Regions from separate parts of the Gossypium arboreum genome. Here regions 1 and 3 are each linked to region 2. The links are chromatin contacts, called in public Hi-C maps. All regions are on one chromosome and are shown on one strand. Each heading gives the region's core, a stretch centred on a gene start, on an enhancer-like site or on the middle of the called end of the contact. The rest is flanking DNA. Distances are from core to core; before and after follow the strand shown. Region 1 holds the start of LOC108479148. Region 2 holds the start of LOC108479344 (urease accessory protein D). Region 3 holds the start of LOC108476768 (allantoate deiminase 2).

What was found. Hi-C and Micro-C count contacts between places; a contact is called where the count stands out from the background.
Region 1: a contact with region 2 is called in a Hi-C map of leaf, with 4 times the contacts expected there. The contact joins the promoter of LOC108479148 here to the promoter of LOC108479344 in region 2. A contact is called at or near these places in 2 of 5 Hi-C or Micro-C datasets (both in leaf).
Region 3: a Hi-C map of leaf shows a contact between it and region 2, with 3 times the contacts expected there. The contact joins the promoter of LOC108476768 here to the promoter of LOC108479344 in region 2. A contact is called at or near these places in 2 of 5 Hi-C or Micro-C datasets (both in leaf).

What each region holds. Positions count from the first base shown.
Region 1 is chr12:9,946,784-9,949,483 of ASM2569848v2, reverse strand. It overlaps LOC108479148, which reads right to left and starts at 1,269. Exons shown (of 10, transcript XM_053022842.1): 1 at 803-1,269.
Region 2 is chr12:10,095,039-10,097,738 of ASM2569848v2, reverse strand. It overlaps LOC108479344 (urease accessory protein D), which reads left to right and starts at 1,371. Exons shown (of 8, transcript XM_017781885.2): 1 at 1,371-1,526; 2 at 1,617-1,682; 3 at 1,772-1,846; 4 at 1,947-1,991; 5 at 2,170-2,403; 6 at 2,564-2,646. The coding sequence starts at 1,422. It overlaps LOC108476753, which reads left to right. Exons shown (of 11, transcript XM_017779058.2): 9 at 1-99; 10 at 289-415; 11 at 605-994. The coding sequence ends at 756.
Region 3 is chr12:10,225,764-10,228,463 of ASM2569848v2, reverse strand. LOC108476768 (allantoate deiminase 2) reads right to left here and starts at 1,269. Exons shown (of 12, transcript XR_001870133.2): 1 at 1,019-1,269; 2 at 495-574; 3 at 1-47.

The sequences.
Region 1 (2,700 bases), core at 20-2,519, 150 kb after region 2:
GCACAATATTTTTCAAGATAAATGAACCCAGTCTAATTTTTTGGGAGAAGTAATTCTTGCACTTGGATCATACCATATATTTAGCACAAATACCCTAAATTTAATTGAGAACCTCATAATAGAATTTTTGAAGTTAATTTTCTGTTAGGATTCTCACCTTCTAACAACTTTCAATAAAACTTTTAACGCAACAGAGAACAGAATTGAAGCTGTAAAAAACATTTCAACTGAATCATACATCTGAGACATTTTTTTTTTTTGGGGGGGGGGCAAAGTTAAACAAAAGAATCGAAGATACAAAGCAGTAGTTATAATGCATCTGAAGCAAATCTAGAACCCTAAACATGAATTATAAATAACGCGGATTCCAAGAAAAATATGCGAAGGAAATGGTGCAGATCAAACAAACATTCCACGAAACTACTTAAATCAATCCCACAAAGTGTGATCCCATACAAGGCAAATCCAACTTGAATACCGATTTGCTTAAATCCATGATAAAACAAATAATTTATATGGTTGAAATGACAACATCGAAATTAAGTAGTAATAATAACATGCAGTGAGAGTCGGCAGTCTAATCTTTAAAAAAAAAAAAAAGAACTCTAAATATTCTCTCCAGCACTGATCAGACACTAAAAAAAACTATACTTCTGTACAAATAGAACCATCACCACGCCTATAACCAAATCGAAATATAAATTCGAATCGGAACTGAAAACCATAAACAGATTGAAGGCTATAAACTTTACTAAAATCTCACACTAATCCATAAAATAAATAAATAAAAGAGTATGTTTACCTCAAGAAGGGAAAGCTGTGAACTTTTAAGCAGCAAAGGAGAAGATTATTAACTTTCTCTCTCTAAAATTCGCTCATTTTCTCCGTCGAAGATTTTGATTAGAGAGTCGTCTCTCTTTCTCCCTCTATCATGTCCTTTTTCTTTTTTTATTTTTTCTTATATGTTGGTTTTGATCTTACTATTATTAAATTTTCTATTTATTTTTCTTTTGTATTTTTCTAGATCTATAAAATTTTGCCTCTTTACGACCATTTCGACACGGCAATCATTATTTTTTTAAACTTTTCTTTGCCCTTCTTTTAACTTCCTTTTATTTTACAATTTGCTTGAAAACGTCGGCAATTTGGCCCTCGACGCACGGGGTGACCGCGTAGAATGCACGGAGCACTTGTTTGTGCGTGTTCATCTAGGTTGTGTGGGTCCCGCGGTGAGAGACGGACGGTTATGGGTTGGTGAGACTGAAATTGGACACTGCTGTGCGAACAATTTATGATTTCGATTATCTTAATTTTATATTTTTCTTAAATTAAATTTTGATGTTTTAAAAAATATTTAATCATTTAAAATAATTCTTTGATATTTTAATTTTCAGTTTTATTATAGTGCTAAACTATCCAAAAACAGTTTCGACGGCTGTTACTGAAATGGAGAGTAAAGTAGGCCGTGTTTTTCAAGCTTTGCTTTATGGGCTCATTTACCCCTGGCCAAATCCTGTGGGCTAAGATTTATCGATCGCCAAGTCCGGCAAATGTTCCAGATTACACAAGCTTTGCTGACGACTCACTCATGGTTGGTATTCTTTTCTTTATTTTATGTTGAAACTAAGGTGTTCATGGTAACTAATCTTCTAGCTGCGGGTATTTTTTAAAAAGATAAAAGTCATGAAACGTGTTTCATTTTCTTAGGTAAAGATTGAACTCTTAATATTATAGTTAACGAATAAAGTGAGCAACCATCACATTTCATAATTTTTTTTTTCTGTTTTCATGTCTAGTATATTTATTCAATTTTTTTTCTTGTCAAAATAAATGTATAATTTGATAGAAAAATGATTTTAGAGTGAAAGACATGACAGAATGTGTCTAAAACTTCTAACTATGATGAATGTATTAATTATGGATATGATATCGAAAATAGACGAATTTTATATCACTTTCCAATTCGAACTATCAAAAGCAATGTCTCCTTACATAATATGGATTCTAAACATTCATAATCTAGATGTGAAAGAGGCAAATTACTTATCCATCGGTCTATTAGTGAACTATCTCTTCAAAGACTGTGAAAGATGTTCCACTAGAAATATTCTTATTATTGCTACGACTTATATTTCCCAAAAAGTGGATCCCACTCTAATGGTCCCAAATAAATTAAATACATGATTAATATACGAAGACTTCCTATTCCACAACAACGAATATCACTTTTTTCACTCTTTCATATACTAGGGGATTTCACTTGGAAAAGAAAATGTTCCATACTAATGGATATGGGTCCATAACCGTGGATTCCAATGCACAAGATCTTGTAATATTTACCAATTAGGCCCTATCAATTAGTATTAAATAGAAGAAATCAATTATACACACTAACGCAATTAGATCTGCTCTTCATAGACAAACTTGAGGTTTGCAATCCCACGTGCTAGAATTTCATATTAAATTTGTAGTTTTATTAGTAATTTTCATAATTTTTTAACTAAACTAATAATTATGTTTTCAGTATAATTAAAAATAATATTTTTCAATAAAATTGTAACACACAATACAAGTTTATTGAATGCCATACAATTTTAACGTAAAATGAGATAAAATGATATTATTTTTTTATTCAAATGACAACATTAATTATAAGATAAACTTACACATTTCAAAAGAGACACTCGAATCTAAAATTTT
Region 2 (2,700 bases), core at 122-2,621:
GTATCTGAGAAGAAGCCACAAGATAATGAGCTTCGTGATGCAGAATTTGCATGGCTGTGTGTCAAGCATGTCAAAAGCAATGCTATTGTAATAGCAAAGGTTTGAACTTTCATTTTGTTAGGAAATTCAGTACTGATTAAAATGGTGCTTAGTAATCTTGTTGGCCTGGAGATCCTTATGATAAATATGTACCCTTCCTCTTCCAAAAAACATGTTTGGATAAAACAGCCATGAAAAGAAAAGCTTAGTATGATGAGATTTGATGACCCTTTGACATTCGCTCATCAGGACAACCGTATGTTGGGTATGGGAAGTGGGCAGCCAAACCGTCTGGAGAGCTTGAGAATACCTTTGAGGAAAGCAGGAGATGAGGTCAAGGGAGCTGCTTTGGCTAGTGATGCATTCTTTCCATTTGGTAATTACTACCTTGAAAAGTTTTGTGCTCCTTATTGTTTTTAAGATCCAATTTCATAGGCACACAGACATGCAAATAAATACTGAAAACGTCTCAAGTAATGGACCTGTATGCAGGCATTCAATCTAGTAATGATTCTTTTGTTCATATGACCTGTTACCTAACAAATATGTGTTTTTCTATTAATAGCTTGGAAAGATGCAGTGGAAGAAGCTTGTGAAAGTGGTATTGGAGTGATTGCAGAGCCTGGTGGGAGCATTAGAGATGGGGATGCTGTGGACTGTTGTAACAAGTATGGAGTTTCATTGCTTTTCACAAAAGTGAGACACTTTAGGCATTGATGCAATTTCATTTTTGCCTTCATGGGTTCAACTTGTGCTCTAAGGGGAAGAGTAGTTGCGGGAGGATGCAAGCGAATGCTGCCGCAATGTCGTGCAATTTGTATGGCTGTAATCTTCACAAATAAGAAACGTTTGTGTTTGTATTTAAATTTTAGAAGATGAACCCTGCAGTTTTGCAGTGCATATTTTTTGCTCTTCTGAGCTTGCCAAAATAATAGAAATAAGAGATCTTAATATAGATTGTCCTCAATGGATCACTGGCATAAGAAAAAACCAACACGGCCAACTGCATATTCTTGGTCCTGCATCCGTTCATCAAATCAAATGATTCTTTCAGTCGAAGAGAAATCACTATAGGTTTACTTTAATTCAGTTTTCCACAACACAATTTCCAAATTGAACTAGCACCCACTTCTCAAGAGTGATAAAATTAGTCAAAACCATCTGAAGATGAATACCTCAAGTAGACGTAAATCTAAAGCAAGGATCTTTTGTACCGAGCACTTGACAGAGCTTTTTTGAGTTTGGGCTTTTAACTTTAAAACCCTCCATAGAACTTGGGTTAGAGTGTTCCACACAGAGCAGCCTGCCCTCTAACAAAGCCCAATGAGTATTTGTAATAGAGTGTTCCTTTGTTACGGGGTTGGGAAATATGGAAGTAGAAAATGGAAATGGAGAAGGGAAAGGTTGTAGTGGAGAAGGTGAGAGGAAAGTCAACAGTGATAAGAAGCTTCTCAAAGTATCCACTTAAATTCATTATCCCAAGAAAGGTTTTCTCTCTTCTTATATTACAACAGATAACTAACAAGTCTTTTTGTTTATTCTCTTCAACTGAAGCTGATGATTGGTTGATTCCTCAGGTTGGTTCTTCCATTACCGATGCTGTCTGGATTTACAGCCTCACCTATGGCGGTGGCATTGTCTCCGTATTCTCTCGTAACTCAGACATCAATCTTTCTATCATTTCTTTGTGTTTTCGGGGGGTTGTGAATTTGTGTATCGTTGTCTTTGTCAGGGGGATTCTATTTCAGTTGAATTTACAATTGGAGATGGCTGCACTGCTGTTCTTACTACCCAATCCTCTACAAAGGTCTGATCTTTATCTGATGAGATCACATATTGGTGCACTACAAATTGGGTTTTTACCGCATTGGTTTCTTAACATGGTTCCACCTGTGTTGTGGTATTAGGTCTACAAATCTTTGGGATCCAAGTGTTCTGAACAAGTCTTGGAGGTAACTATCCTTCCTTAGTTATGACCCACATGCTAATGCAGACTGATGCATAACCACTAATTTACGCTAACATCTTATCTTGGGTGAGACCTTTTATAAAAAAAGGTTCTACATTTTGACTGTGTTTAGATAAATGGTTGCGGTGGAAATGGCTAAGTTTTGCTTTGCTATGCAGTAGGCAAGAATTGGTAGTGGTGCTCTATTTGTAGTCATTCCGGATCCAGTAACATGTTTTTCCACAGCAAGATATTCTCAGAAACAGGTCTTCAGAGTGGTGTCCGACTCAAGTTTGATCATTGTAGATTGGTTTACAAGCGGCCGTCATGAGAGTGGGGAGAAATGGGATTTTGAACTTTATCGGAGCAGCAACTGCATATTTGCCGAAGGCAATCAACCTGTCTTTCTTGACACCGTAATATTCTCATTATCACCTCTAGTTGTAATGCTAATCTGTTTATGATCATGATGCATGAAAGAAATGGTGGCCTCTGATGTTCTCGTAATGTGTTAATCTCTCTTTTTTTCTTTTATTTGCTTCCTCCTTTTCGCATTGTTCTTTTATGAAATCATAGGTCTTGCTAGAACAATCTAGCCCGGTGGATATAGCAGAAAGCATGCACGAGTACCAAGTCATCGCAATGGTCTTAATCTATGGGTAAATACTTAAGTTTTCCATTACTTTACCATTGTACATGTATTGAATTCATTT
Region 3 (2,700 bases), core at 20-2,519, 130 kb before region 2:
GCTGGGCTCATAAATGTTCTCTCAAGGTAGCCATCAGCATCACTCACCTATAAAATGAAGCAAACAACATTCGTTAAACATTGCTTTCCTGTTAACTTAGGCAATTCATCAAAAACTAATGACTAACTAACTTGGCTCCACAACTTTCAACTGGTCACTGGTCGTAATCACATACGCATAAGTCATGGTCCCAACCATGTATTATTGCTAGGTTCAATGGATATGTGTAATCTTTAGTCTAATCCTTATTGAATTAAATTTGTTCTAAGAGGCTCATGTACACTGTTTAGTAGACGAGAGAAATAAATTTCTCTGCATTCCTCCAGAGCTGGTTTAATGATTTCGTCAAATATGATATGAACAATTTCTGGGTCAGAGGAAACTCAAGTAAAGCCCTTGCCTTCTCCTTCTTTTCGGGGTTTTTTTTTGGGTAATCTGATAATAGAAGAACACACCATCTTTAAAATAAAAAAATTGATATAAATGTCAAATACCTTTCCAAGATTATTAAGCCTTGCAACTGCCTCGTCCCTTAAAATTTCTGAATACAAAGATCTCGTTTTGCCATCTTTTTCTTCAATAACCACATAGTAAGACAACAATCATTACTCGTAAACCAAACAAATAAAAAGTATATATAAATATAAATAAGAACACTATTAAGTAGTAAGCAGCGAGTCATTCTTCTTTCTTATGCAGTTATGCTGGTGTTACACAGGATAAAGATAGAGAAAAGAAAAAAGGTTGAAGCTAGCTATGATCTCTCATCTCATCTATCCCTGCATTCATCCACTATTTAAAAAAAATACTTTTTTTTTTAAAGAAAGAGAAAGTGAAGACAGGTAAAGAGCTTGAAAGGATGTTAAGATTAAATTGAAAGGAAAAGATGAATGAATTATACCAAAATGGAACAACTGAAATAAAATTAATTTATCGTCCAAAATGTAAAGAAAAAAAGGGAAAAAAAAAACAAGAACGAAAGCCGGAGTGATATATAATGAAAAAAAAAGGGAAATACCAGAAGTAGTTGCAGAAGCAGGATAAAGATGAGAAGAAAGGGTTGATGATAGGAAAAAGAAAGAGGAGAAAAAGAGAGAGAAAAGGGAAATTCTGGTAAAAGTCATGTGTGCCGCTGAGTGAGCTCTGCGAGAACAAATGAAAATGGTGAACCAAAGAGAGAAAGAAACAATGGCCACGAAACAAGAGATAAAGGTTGGCTCACGCTTCTCTTCTCTAGTCTCATCAATCTTTGATTAAATAAATAAGCAATCAGCAGTCAGCAGCCAGCAGCACCTTGTTGGTAGTGGACCCAAGAATCTCGAGGGATCGTTATGACGTGGACTCATCTTAGTTAAAGTACAAAAAGCAAACTTCTCTATCTATTTTTACTGTGACATGACATGGGTTATTATTTAGTTATATTAATTTTCCTTTTTTGATATTTTTATTATCGAAATATGTAATTATCTTTTTAATAATATTTTATTAAAATTTTAATAAAAATATTATTTAATATAAATATAATAATTAATTCACTATTTTTAAATAAAAAATATAATATAATATCATTCATAATATAAAAACCTTTCATAATAATTATAAGGGATGAAATCTGAATTGCCTTGGCCAACCTAAAACCGACTCACGTGCAGCTTTCTCGTGATTTGCATTTGCATACTGATGGATGAGGTTAAAATCTATTTTATTTTTATTTAGTGTTAGAATTGTACTTAATAGTTTACAAAATCCATATGAAGTTTATTTCCAAACGAACTTTACCTAAACAGTAATTATCCCTTTTTTTTTTATTTTTTTTTACCAAATCCTTTCCCCTTACTCCTTCAATAAAAACAAGAGATGAATTGGATCGAGAAAATGACTGTGATGGGTGGGCCCCATCCACGTATGCTTTTCCTTTTGTGATCAGAAACTGGAGGTGACTTGTGGGTGGATCCCTCCATGACCCTGAATCACCATGCTAATTCATTTCACGCATCTTGTTGGCCACAAAATCTCATCCATCCTTATTCTTAATTTTATTTGCGTTACTCCACTCCACCTAGTCCTTTATATGATTATTTATATAACTGTTTAATTTTTATAAATTATTTATTATGGTATCGATAGGGATTATATAAGTCAGTATGTATTGTTTCGATCTTAAATCAATATCAAGTAGTATATATATTTTGTTTCAATTAAAATTTTGATGTGCTTTAACCCGTTTGGTTAATATCGACTTGTATCGTGTATATCGGTTGGTACAAAATTTTGATATTTTAAATTATTTTAATTTTTATCTTAACCATTTTATTTTTCTATAATTATATTTAAAGTAAAAGCTATTAAATTAAATTAATCAACCTGATTAATAATTTTAAATTTTATATTTACATATAAATATATTTATATTGATGTAATTGAGATATATTTGCATGTATATATAATATATAATTTATTAAGAAATTAAAATAGACTATAAATATATATATGAAAAATATTTACATGTATATATAATTTATGAAGAAACTAAAATGAGACTGTATATGAAAAATATTTAAAACATCTAAAACCCAAAGCGGTACATTGAAACATCTAGTAACGGTTATTTTATTTATATAAAATAAATTAAAAATATAATATATTAAAAATACTAAAATTTTAAAATAAATATTTTCTAACAAATTGAAAATACAATAA